2 separate regions of the Sus scrofa genome follow, and region 2 is linked to region 1. Evidence: chromatin contacts called from public HiChIP or PLAC-seq data. All regions are on one chromosome and are shown on one strand. The core of a region is the stretch at or near the end of the contact, and the rest is flanking DNA. Distances in the headings are between cores, read along the strand shown.

Region 1 (5,720 bases), core at 73-2,572:
TATGAAATGCTGATAAAGGATTAAGCATCATGCCTGGCAGACATTAAATACCTAATCATTACTAGTTATTGTTCACAGTTACAATGCCTATCGGGTATAATAAATAATTTATACGTAAGTGGACTTTGCTGGTTAAAGCTTTGAACTTTGTAAATACTTGATATGCACTACATTCCACAAAAGTTAGACCAACTCACACACCCATCAGCAGTATTACTACTCTTTCACCATTTGTGTAATTCTGACCCAAAGCCAAACAAAGGCTGAGCCTTGGCCCCGAAACAGAAAAAAGAAAACAAGAAAAGCTCTTTCCTTCAAAAACAAAAGGTTGGTTAAAACCGCACAGACCTGGAAGGCGAAAATTAGAGGGGGCTGCCTGAGAACCCCAGCCCTAGAATGGTCTGTTCCACGGCAACAACCCAGCCACCATTCCCCTGGACTTGCCTCTGGGGCTTTGAGGACACGGCAACCTCTGCTGGAACATCTCCGCCCACCCCACTCACAGCCAACCTTCCTGCCCTCTTCCTCCAGGAATTTGTCAGTAATCCCCAGCCTGAGTTAAATATTCTTCCACTCTGCTTGGCCAACACCCTCCGATTACCTCTGTTTTAAAGCTCAGTTTCAGACACCGAGGTATAATTAATGGTCTGTCCCCCACTCTAGACAACGACCTCCTTCAGGGTGAGGGCTGCTGCAGCATCCAGCAAAGTACCTGTGGATACAGTGGACACTGAAGAGAAATTTACTGAATGAATTAACCAATCACAGAGCAGAGGGTCTAAAGCCGTAGTCAGAGAACGTTTCTGTCGGTAAAGGACCAGAGAACAGACATTTCAGGCTTTGGGGGCCACATGGTCTCAGTCACAACGGCTTCACTCTGCCTCTGCAGCACAAAAGCAGTATAGACAGTACGCAAATGAATGGGCATGGCTGTGTTCCAATAACACTTCACTGCTAAAACCAGGTGGCAGGCCAGGTTTGGCTTGTGGACCATTGTTTGCCAATCAAGCCCTTGGTTTAGAAGAGGAAGCTTTAACTTTCAAAAAAGAAAAGAAAAAAAAAAAAAAAAAGATGATGGAACGATCACAGAGACTTAATATTTTAAACCTGTGCAAAATTCAGGCTAAACGGTACACTGAGAACTCAATTCAATTAGTATGACCACTGGGTACTCCCAGTTCCTTTCCTCTGTGACTCGGTCTGTCACGCACAGAGTAAAGGGAAAGGAAACCGACGGGAGAGGAGAGGACGGCCCCCCACGAGGAACTGAGCACAGGCGTCAGGCCTCGGTCACAGGCCAAATAAAAAGGATCGGAAGAGGAAGAACAGCAGCAGAGATGGGTTTAAATTAGAAGAGCCTGGAAGGGACTCTTCAGTTGTCACATTCACCCTTAAGAGACTGACTGAGAATTGCTCAACCTGGGTCAGACAAACAGTTTGACGAAAACAGACTGAAAAGAGTATGTTTGATAAGTCATTCAGAATTTCCTAACACTTTGAATTACGCATCAAAACCTACATGCTCGCCTCCACAGATCACGGAAAAGAAAGAAAAAAATGCTAAGAGAATGGTCATGCAGGTCGGAAAGTCGATCCCTTCCTGTCGCCTGCCGACCTCTGACTCCACGTGCCAGCTTCCTCCCTCCCAGACCCTCCGCTGCGCCCCAACCTTCCAATGCTCTCTCACTCCTTTGGTTGTGGCAACAGAAAGGAGCTTCAGGACTGAGTCCGTGTGGACCACAGAACCTGCTTTCCCTGGATCGTGCGCGGCCTGCCTGCCAAGTTGGTCTAGTTAGTCAGAGCCTTACTTTTCATAGTGCCTTCCTCTTCCTCCTCCTCCGCATTGATCACCATGGTGCCCAGCTGGGACGGCAACGTGTCGTCGTGCTCGATCATGGTATTGGCTCCGTCACTCATGGTGCTGGCCACGCGGACGGTGCCCATCTCGTCCCCGGCGGCTCGGACCATCGTGCCAGAATCCATTTCATCCTCCTCCTGGAAGAGGATGAAATCTCAGATGAGGGCTAATTTGATCAAAATCTTACAGGGTTTCTGAATTACTCTTATTCATCCTGGTGCAAATATTTCTGATGTGACACTTAGATTCTAAACCCACCACGAAGAACCGAGAGCACTCTTTTTTTTTTTTTTCACACTGAACTATGGTTGATGTACGACACTCTATGTGTTACAAGTGTACAATACATGGATTCACAATTTTCACGAGTTAGACTCCATTGAGAGTACTCTTAACCAAAGAAGATCATAATTTATCCACATGAGAGCTGCACATCCAACCCTAAAGGGCCCTCTCCCTCTCCCCTTCCCTCTCCTTCTTAGTAACATGTTGTAACATTGACCCAAGGAGCTGAGTGCATACTCTTGGGATCTCAAGGGTGTGGGGGAGTCTCTAAGTGTAAAAATCTACCTATTCAGTATGGCTCCCAGATTCTCCAAATGGGTAAGGAAAACTCAGACTCAGCCCTGAGCATTCTCTCTCCTGAATAAAAAGTTAAACTGAAGAAAAGATATGAAGGCAAAAGAATAAAATGTGGAAGTGCCTCAGGAAGCGCTGTGAGAAGAACAAGCACAGATCCAGCAAGCCTCCAGCAAGCCCTGGTCCCGGACTGGACAGAGTCACTTGAAAAGAGTCTCCAGCTCCAGGTGGATCCTACATCCCCAACTCATCTCGCCTGGCCGGTAGTCATGAAATAACAAGCATGAATGCCCGAGGCCCACCACACTGCCTGCCACTCACTGAGTTTTCTTCATCGTCCTGGTCCACCTCCCGCTGCTGGGCTTCCTGGCGTTTCAGCTTCACGTCCATGGCTTCGTTAATTAAGTCCCGCAGTATGGACACTCCTTTGGCACTCTTGACAAATGGGTGCTTCAATAAGAAAGTGGAAGATGGTTTATATGGTAGAGTGCCAAACACTGCCTGGCACACAGCAGGTACTTGATGATTTCTGTTCAATCGGCCAGTGAATCTGTTTCTCTTTATGGTTTGGACATCAGCTAACTCATACTCGCTTTATAACTGAACAGATGCATTCATGCTTTACCCATCTTTTTTGGCTTGGCTAGAATGTTTCCTCCATTTCTCTGTGCAAACTCTAGGGATTCTCAGCAGGCTACTATCGCCCCCTAGAGGAAGTTCTGTAAACATGCTGGGAGCTTGTTTGGAGAACACAAACTACATGGAAGTGGGACAGGGGGCAGGGACACAAGCGATCCTGTGAAGTGTGGAACAATCTTATACAGCATTGAACTGTAACACATTCTGTACATCTTTCAAATGTGTCAGAGAACATATATACACTTTGATAAATAATACTGAAAAATTTTGGGGTGGTTTTGGAGGGGGGGCTTCAATGGAATAGAGACATTGTTTAGAAATCGCTGAATAGTTTACTCATCCTGTTTATTCTTTCTAGTCAATGTACTATAGAATTTCCAACTACGGATTTAGGTAAAAAGGATTTTAGTGCCGAAATGCAGTTCCTACAGAAATACTAAAACTGGTAACAAATATGTAACAGATGTAGGTCCAATATTATTCAATCTGCAAAGATGCTTGTGAATACTGCTGACTTTCATTTATAGAAATGGCTTAAAGTTTTTAATATTAATACCATCTTACGTTTGTATTACTGCCTTTTGTGACACAAATGATAAGAAATCTATGCTATGAAAGTTATGTCTGGAAATTTGGGGGGGGGGTTGCCTGCTGTTTTCCACACTTATTCTGACATTTGTCCCCAGTGTTCCTCTTTGCAATCACCACCCACCAGAGAATATGATTTCCAAGGTCTTTGCAAGTACTCTAGATATGTACAATAGCCTCACCATGTGGTGGGATAGAAATACAGGAGATATCTTTTCCATAAAACTGCATTAGCACCCCAGCCAGGTAGGAAAAGAATTCATCACTACTCTCAGAAATAAGACGCAGCTCATTTGCAAGAATATCAAATTTCCTTGTTCTCTCTACTGAGAAAGTCTTTAAGATCATTTCTCTACCTTATATATAAATGAGTCTGCTCTGCTATTACTTGACATTACAATTATGTTAGTGTCCCCTCCACTCATTTTCCTGGGTTTCTTGAAGGAAATGCTTTCTGTTCTCTCTGCTCTTCAATCTAAACTCATTTGTGATGCTAGGTACAGGTGTCTAATTACTTTATTATGTCTATAAGTTGAAAAGCTGGAGCATTTCTATATGGACACATATTTTATTATAAATTATTATCCTTATATTTCTCCATCACATCACAGGCATTACACTGATTCTTTTTAAATTATGGGTATAAGTAGATTTTATCATCTATGAGTTTCATGCCGGAAAGGTAAGGAATGTTTAAATAAAATGTATTGGTTGTAAAAAGGGGGCACTGGGTCTGATGTGACTGAAAACCATTATTGGGCATGGCCTGACACAACAGCAGATATTCATCAAATCCGTAATATACTGTATCTCCGATATGTGTAAAGAACTATTCGAAGTTACACATATGATATCACTTAATCCTAACATATGGAACAGGTACTTTACCTCTACTGTATAGACAGAGAGGTGCGGTTCCTCACTCAACGTCATAAAGCCAGTACGTAGAGAGCCAGGACTCCAACTTGGGCAACTGGGCTCCAGAATCCAAGCTCCTAACCACGAAGGATGCTGCCCGCCAAATCCCACCCATTCTTCAAAGCCCAAGCACAGAGGTCACCTCCTCCAGGAAAGCATTCCTCCGTATTTCCAGTCCAAAGTGGCCTCTTCCCACCCTGAGTTACAGCAGCACCTACCATTAATCCCAGTTCTTTGTCAGAATTGGGGACACTGAATCACTCCTGCTTTGGAATCAAAGAGACTACTTAGGTCCCATCCTGGCTCTGCTGTCTACCAGCTGAGTGGCTCTAAATGATTAACCTCTCCAAACCTCCATTTTCTCACCTATAAAAATAAATAATACCTATCTCTCACAGCGTGTATGTGATGATTAAATGGCATAATGTGGGAGTTCCCTGGTGGTCTAGTGATTAGGATTCAGTGCTTTCATCTCTGAGTGCTTTCATCTTCAGTAGCTCCATCCCTGGTCTGGGAACTGAGATCCTATGTCAAGCCACTGCAGCCATGGCCAAAAATTAATGAATTAATTAAAAATTAATCAATGGCATAACATGCAAAGTATGCACACAGTAGGTGCTCAATAAATGTCAATTAAAATTAATGGCACAACGTGCAAAATAGCACACAGTAGGTGCTCAATAAATGTCAATTCCTGCTTTCTAATTCCCACAGAGCACTGTATTTTCTTGCATTATTGTCTTGTTCAATGATCTCCCATTCTTTTCTATATCTTTTCTAAGCATTCACATTTAAACCTGCCTAGAGGCAGGGAATATCTTATACCATCTCCATGTAGGTGGGTTAACAGCATCTTTTGGTCAGCCTGTGAGTGAAACCGCTGCACCCCAGGCTGATTCCTACCTGGAGGAGTTGAGTGGCCGTGGCTCTCTGCTCAGGGCTCTTTACAAGACACTGCTTCACAAAATCCATGAAGCTATCTGACCACAGTTCTGGCTTTCGGAATGTGGGAGGTGGGTTGGTAGGAATCATGAAGATTGCCTAAAGAAAAAAAAAAAAAAAAAAAAAAAAAAAAAAGATTTGGCAAAGTGAAAGTGATGCTCCAATAAAAATATGACTAGAAATACATTGGAAGTTT
Region 2 (5,774 bases), core at 2,239-4,738, 230 kb before region 1:
TTCCTGCCTGCCTGTCTTTGATTCGCTGGGCCTCCATTGTCCCAGTGGAAAAACGGGGTTACACTTGGCCTTTCTCAAGGCACGCTTGGAGTTGGATCGTTTCTTAAACTTCCAGTTTAGAATCCAGCCCCAGCTTGGAGCCTATACTGAACAGTGTACCCTTTCTAAAGGTCTTTCTAAGCTATACGAATCCTGCTGGAGATACCCCAGCCCCATCCCCATCAGCCTGTCCCTCTGCCAGCAGCTGGACAGCAGCTGGGAGAAGGAACCAGAACCATCTGTCTGCACCTTGAGAGGCGTCTGCCAAAAGGCACCTGCGACCACACACGGGGCTCTCTGGTCCACCTGGGGCCATTCTAGCCTCTTTCGAGTGACTTTTGGAAATCAACTTTTTTTTTTTTTTCATTTGGAGAGGGTGAGGAGAAGAATTGAAGGTTCATCCTGAAAGCGACTTATGGAATACCTGTAAGTCTATTTTTCATGGGGTATTTTTTTTTTTTTTTTTTTTTTTTAATGGTCCATGGCTTTGTACAGAGCCTCTCTCCCTGGGCGCGAGTGCTCAGAAGCCCAGGCCGTCTCCACACCCTTGCACCTTTCCACAGTACCTGCTAAGTTTGTATTTAATGGTTTTTGTTACTTAAAATGAGAGAAGAGTCAGAAGTATAATTTTTATTAATTTTTTTTTTTTTTTTTTACTATTTATACCTTCAGATAAGGGCCCCTTTCCCTCTTGTTTCTTTTCCTTTAAATCCCCCACCCCCTTTTTTTTAATGATACACCCCTGCTCATGTCCTTGGCCCTTTCTGAAGCTACTTCCTCTAAGAAGCTTTTGCTGAAATATAGTTTTCTAGCAGATTCCCAAAATATAATGTAGGGGATGGTGGGATATTTGTGTCTCTTTTCATGTAATATATTATTATTCTTCCTTGGTTCTAGACAAATAGATAAATATATTTTTTCAGGAAATAGTGTGATATGATACTCCCGTTTGAAGTTGGGTGGGTGATGGAGTGAGTGCATTTTTGTGTGGCTGAGTGGAGTTTTCGCCCCCTTCTCTTCGTCCCGTTCCTGGTGCCTTCTGAGCGGGCTGGAGAACCTTCTCTCTAGCTTTTGCTTTGAGCCCAGCTGGGGTTCCTTCCTTCGCTGTCTCCAAATGGAAGGGAACATTGGAGAGAGAGCTGCCCTCTGCAGTAGGGCAGCCGCTAGCCACATGTGGTGAGTGGAATCAATTAAAATTACATGGAGTTGAGTGTTCTTTCCTCAGTTACACTAACCACATTTCAAGGGCTCAGCGGCCGTGTGTGGCTGGTGGCTGCTTCTGTACCAGATACGCCCAGGAGGGCCCCGTGGGCATCTGTGGGACAGCGCAGCTAGAGAACTAAACTGGTTCAACAAGTCACAGCCCCCACCTTGGCTGGGGTGACCTTTGTCTCCCTGGACAAAGGGGAATGGGGGAGGGCTGATCAGGCCCTGGCTCTGGGGCCTGATGAGCCTTCCCCTCCAGGGAGGAGAGGCCTGGCGGCTTAACCTGGGCAGGCTGCCTCTCCTGACCCCATTGGCTGGGATCAGGGGTGGGGTCACCCTCGCTTCCTTCACCTTTCACCCCCACCACCCCGGGTCCCAGCTGGCTGGGTCCTCTTCCCCCCCTCCCATGTCCCTTCCCTCCAGCCATGTTGGGAGCAAGCACCTCACACTCTTGTCTGTTACTGATTTTTTGATAAAAAGATAATAAAACCTGGTACTTTCTAGACCTCCTGGCCTGCCTCTATCCTTTCAGAGTTCGTCAGACGTCATCCTTTCCCTTGATCTCAGGGCAGCCTGAAAGAATTGCTGCCAGACACCCAAGAAGGAGGTATCAGAAGCTAAGACAGCTGGGAAGGGAGGGAGGAAATCAGACACACACATCGCGGCCCCTGGGCCATGTCGTGCCTACCTCAGAGTTTTCTTTAGATGGCATCGTGTTTAAAAATCAAACAAAAATCCTTGGATTAGTTGCCAGCTATGGAACTGAGTCTGTTTCCCATAAGAATGTAGATTCCTGAGAGTTCCCGTTGTGGCTCAGTGGGTTAAGAACCTGACCAGTGTTCATAAGGATGCAGGTTCAGTCCCTGTCCTCGCTCAGTGGGTTAAGTAAGGGTCCATTGTTGCCTTGAGCTGAGGTGTAGGTCGCAGATGCAGCTTAGATCCCACGTTGCTGTGGCTGTGGTGTAGGCTGGTAGCCGTAGCTCCCATTTGACCCCTAGTCTGGGAACCTCCATATGCCATGGGGTGTGGCCCTAAAAAACAAAGGCAAAAAAAAAAAAAAAAAAAAAAATCCAGATTCTTAAATGAGGGAATAAAAATCAAGATTTGCTGATTCTTAGGCTGCATGGTGAGCACTGGGCGTTGCCGTCTAGAGGCAGGTTCTCCTTCCCCACAGCCTCTGTCACCTGTTTCACTCACATCACCTGCTTGGCCTCTGGGCATCGTAGCTGCTGGGTTCTGTATAGATACCACTGACACCTCTCTTGGTCTTCATTACCCTGAGGTGGGTAAGAACCCTTTAACCAAGGAGACACCCACCCTTTGCTGGTTTGTGCAGAGTTAAGCCTTCATTCCAGGGCCTGGGGCTTGGGTGGTCTTCCTTTGGCAGGCACTTCATGGCCCAGTGCTTCGTTGGGGTCAAGGGAAGGATGCAACGAAGAAAGGGCAGTGGAAACAAAGCGGAGTTCCTGTTGTGGCTCAGCAGGTTAAGAACCTGACTAGTATCCATGAGGACACGAGTTCGATCCCTGGCCTCCCTCAGTGGGTGAAGGATCTGGTGTTGCCATGAGCTGTGGTGTAGGTCTCAGACACAGCTCGGATCCCACATTGCTGTGGCTGTGGTGTAGGCAGGCAGCTGCAGCTCCGACTGGACCCCTAGCTGGGGAACCTCCATATGCTGCCGGTGCAGCAACAAAAAGGAAATAAAAAAGGGAGTTCCCATCATGGCTCAGTGGTTAACAAATCCGACTAGGAACCATGAGGTTGTGGGTTCGATCCCTGGCCTCACTCAGTGGGTTAAGGATCTGGTGTTGCCGTGAGCTGTGGTGTAGGTCTCAGACGTAGCTCAGATCCAGTGTTGCTGTGGCTCTGGTGTAGGCCAGCAGCTGTAGAGCTGATGGAAAAAAAAAAAAAAAAAGAAGAAAGAAACAAACCCTCACATTGCAAATGTTCATGGTGGAAACCCACTCTCTGTTTTATATCTGTCATAATACTGCAAAATAGGTGCTATTACTAGTCTCATTTTGCAGAAATGGCAGCTAAGAGGTGAAGTCACTTACCCAAAGAGACGCAGCTTACCAAGAGTAGAGGCAGGATTTGAACCCAGGCGGTCTCTGGGGTTTGAACCCAAGGCTCTGGAGTTTCTCACAAACACATTGCCTATCAGAGGGTTTATGTCACCCAGGCCCGCTTCACTCCCTTGGAAGTTTGGTTTCACATCCTTCCTGAGACCCATGAGGCTTGAGTCAGTTTCTGTTCCTTGCAACTTGAGACACATCTGTCAGAGCTGTGCTGTCCCAGACAGTGGCCACTTAGTCACATGTGGCTATTTTAAAGAGTTAATAAAAATTCGAAAACAGTCACTTCCTCAGTGGTACTAGTTGCAGTTCAAGTACTCAACAGCCACATGTGGCTGGCGGCTGCACTGCTGGAGGAGGCAGATATAGAACATAATGAAGGTGGTAGCAATTTTGTTAGAGCTGTGTTGGATGTATAAAACCAGGGTTCGGGACCTCAGGATTTGGATTTCAGCTTATTAGCTGTTAGCCTGGGCTCCTCTGGGGAGGTAGGTTAGAACCTGGCCCATAGGAAGTGCTCCAGAATTGGCACTTTACACTCAGCATAAGCACATCTTTTGGGTAAAGTATTTGTTCCCCAGACTTAGGGATTTACATAAATATCTGGGTCAGGAATTAGTTAGCTGGTTCCAGGGTCTTCTGAGGTTGTAGTCCCAGCGTTGGTCAAAGCTGTAGTCCTCTGAAAGCTTGACTGGACGGGAGGAGCCACTTCCAAGATGGCGCACGTACATGCCTGGCGAGATGGTGCTGACTGTTGGCAAGAGTCCTGAGTTCCTTGCCATGTGGACCCCCGTAGGGCTGATGGAGTGTCCTGATGACATAGTGGCTGGCTTTTGCCAGAGAATGATTGAAGAGAGCCAAGTGGAAGCTATCATACCTTTAATGGCTGAACCTCGGAAGTCACACTGTCACTTCTGTTAAATCTCATTGGTCACACGGGTCAGCCTTATTCATTGCGAGAGGGGAGGCCAGAAGGGCGGGCGTACCAGGAGGCAAGACTTGTCAGAAACCATCTTAAACGCTGGTTACTAGTAGCCCCATTGCTGGTCAACTCTGGACAGGGGTCTGTTTATCGGGAGAGCAAAGTCTGGGTGGAACTTGGTATATGATATTATTTCTGAGAGTTGGGCACGGAATGTAAAGTGGTTTGGACAATATTGGGCCAGTTTGGGGCATGATCTTGTCAGTCTTCTGAGGCAGCAGAAGCACTGACCCCTGTGTGGGGGAATTTCTTCTTGGGGGCGCAGGAAAGCTTACTGGCCACAAAGATTCCCCCTTGTCCATAGTTTGCTATATGGTTTTAGGGAGGAGGATGGTCAGAGTTTTAAGCTGGCCCCCAAGATTTCTGCCCCCTGGTGTATACAATCTGCATATTTTCTTCCCTTCAGTGTGGGCAGAACCCGTAAATATGATGGAAGTCACTCCCATGCTATGGTTATACTGGGTAACAAAGGAGAAGGGATGCTGTACCTGTAATTAAGGTCCCGAATTAGTTAGGTTTTGAGTTAGTAAAAAGGGAGATTATCCTGGGTGGGCCAGACCTAATCAGTTGAAAATACATGTAAGAGGGTCTGGAAGCTTCCTAATGAGAGTGATGCGCTCTTGTTGGCCCCCAAAGAAGCGAGCTGCTGTGATTTCTACAGCTACAAGGTCATGGAGTTTGCCAACAGCCACATGAGCTTGGAAGAGGACCCTGTGCCTCTAAGATACTGCAGCCCTGGCTGACACCTTGATGACAGCCTTGGGAGACTCTCAGCTGAAGACCCAGCTAAGCCGTGTGTGGACTCCTTGCCCATGGACCTGTGGAACAATAAATGGTGTTGTTTTAACCTGCTATGTTTGTGGTTATTATTTATGTAACATAGAAAATAAATACAAGAAGGTCACGCCTCCTCTGGCCCATCAAATTCCTTATCTGTTAAAGGGAAGAAGGTTGGGAGTTCCCTCAGTGGCTTGGTGGTTAATGAGCCCACCTAGGATCCATAAAGATGCAGGTTCGATCCCTGGCCTCGCTCAGTGGCTAAGGATCTGGCGTTGCCATGAGCTGTGGTGTAGGTTGAAAATGTGGCTTGGATCTGGCGTTGTTGTGGCTGTGGTGTAGGCTGGCAGCTGTAGCTTTGATTTGACCCCTAGCCAGGGAACTTCCATATGCCTTGGGTGTGGCCCTAAAAAGATAAAAAAAAAAATGAAGTTTTGCGGGGAGTTCCTGTTGTGGTTCGGTGGTTAATGAATCCGACTAGGAACCACAAGGTTTCAGGTTCGATTCCTGGCCTAGCTCAGTGGGTTAAATATCCAGTGTTGCCATGAGCTGTGTGGTATAGGTTGCAGACTCGGCTCGGATCCTGCGTTGCCGTGGCTCTGGCATAGGCTGGCGGCTACAGCTCTGATTAGACCCCTAGCCTGGGAACCTCCATATGCTGCGGGAGCAGCCCTAGAAAAGGCAAAAAGACAAAA

What was found. HiChIP or PLAC-seq counts read pairs in DNA pulled down with a chosen protein or histone mark.
Region 2: a contact with region 1 is called in an H3K27ac HiChIP or PLAC-seq map of alveolar macrophages. The contact joins two enhancer-like sites. A contact is called at or near these places in 7 of 47 Hi-C or Micro-C datasets (brain, embryonic fibroblasts, mesenteric adipose tissue and 4 more) and 1 of 2 datasets of contacts at active chromatin or transcription factors (alveolar macrophages).

Annotation. Positions count from the first base shown.
Region 1 is chr17:47,411,798-47,417,517 of Sscrofa11.1, reverse strand. It overlaps STK4 (serine/threonine-protein kinase 4), which reads right to left. Exons shown (of 11, transcript XM_021077860.1): 7 at 5,486-5,623; 8 at 2,759-2,887; 9 at 1,809-1,995. Among named protein-coding and RNA genes, the nearest start is that of STK4, 27 kb to the right of the region's middle. Within about 2 kb of position 1,322, at least 18 of the 83 cell types and tissues checked have an H3K27ac peak or open chromatin away from gene starts, as enhancers often do. A contact at or near this core is called in alveolar macrophages, where this site is marked.
Region 2 is chr17:47,644,570-47,650,343 of Sscrofa11.1, reverse strand. No RefSeq gene overlaps it. Among named protein-coding and RNA genes, the nearest start is that of RBPJL, 16 kb to the right of the region's middle. Within about 2 kb of position 3,488, at least 4 of the 83 cell types and tissues checked have an H3K27ac peak or open chromatin away from gene starts, as enhancers often do. A contact at or near this core is called in alveolar macrophages, where this site is marked.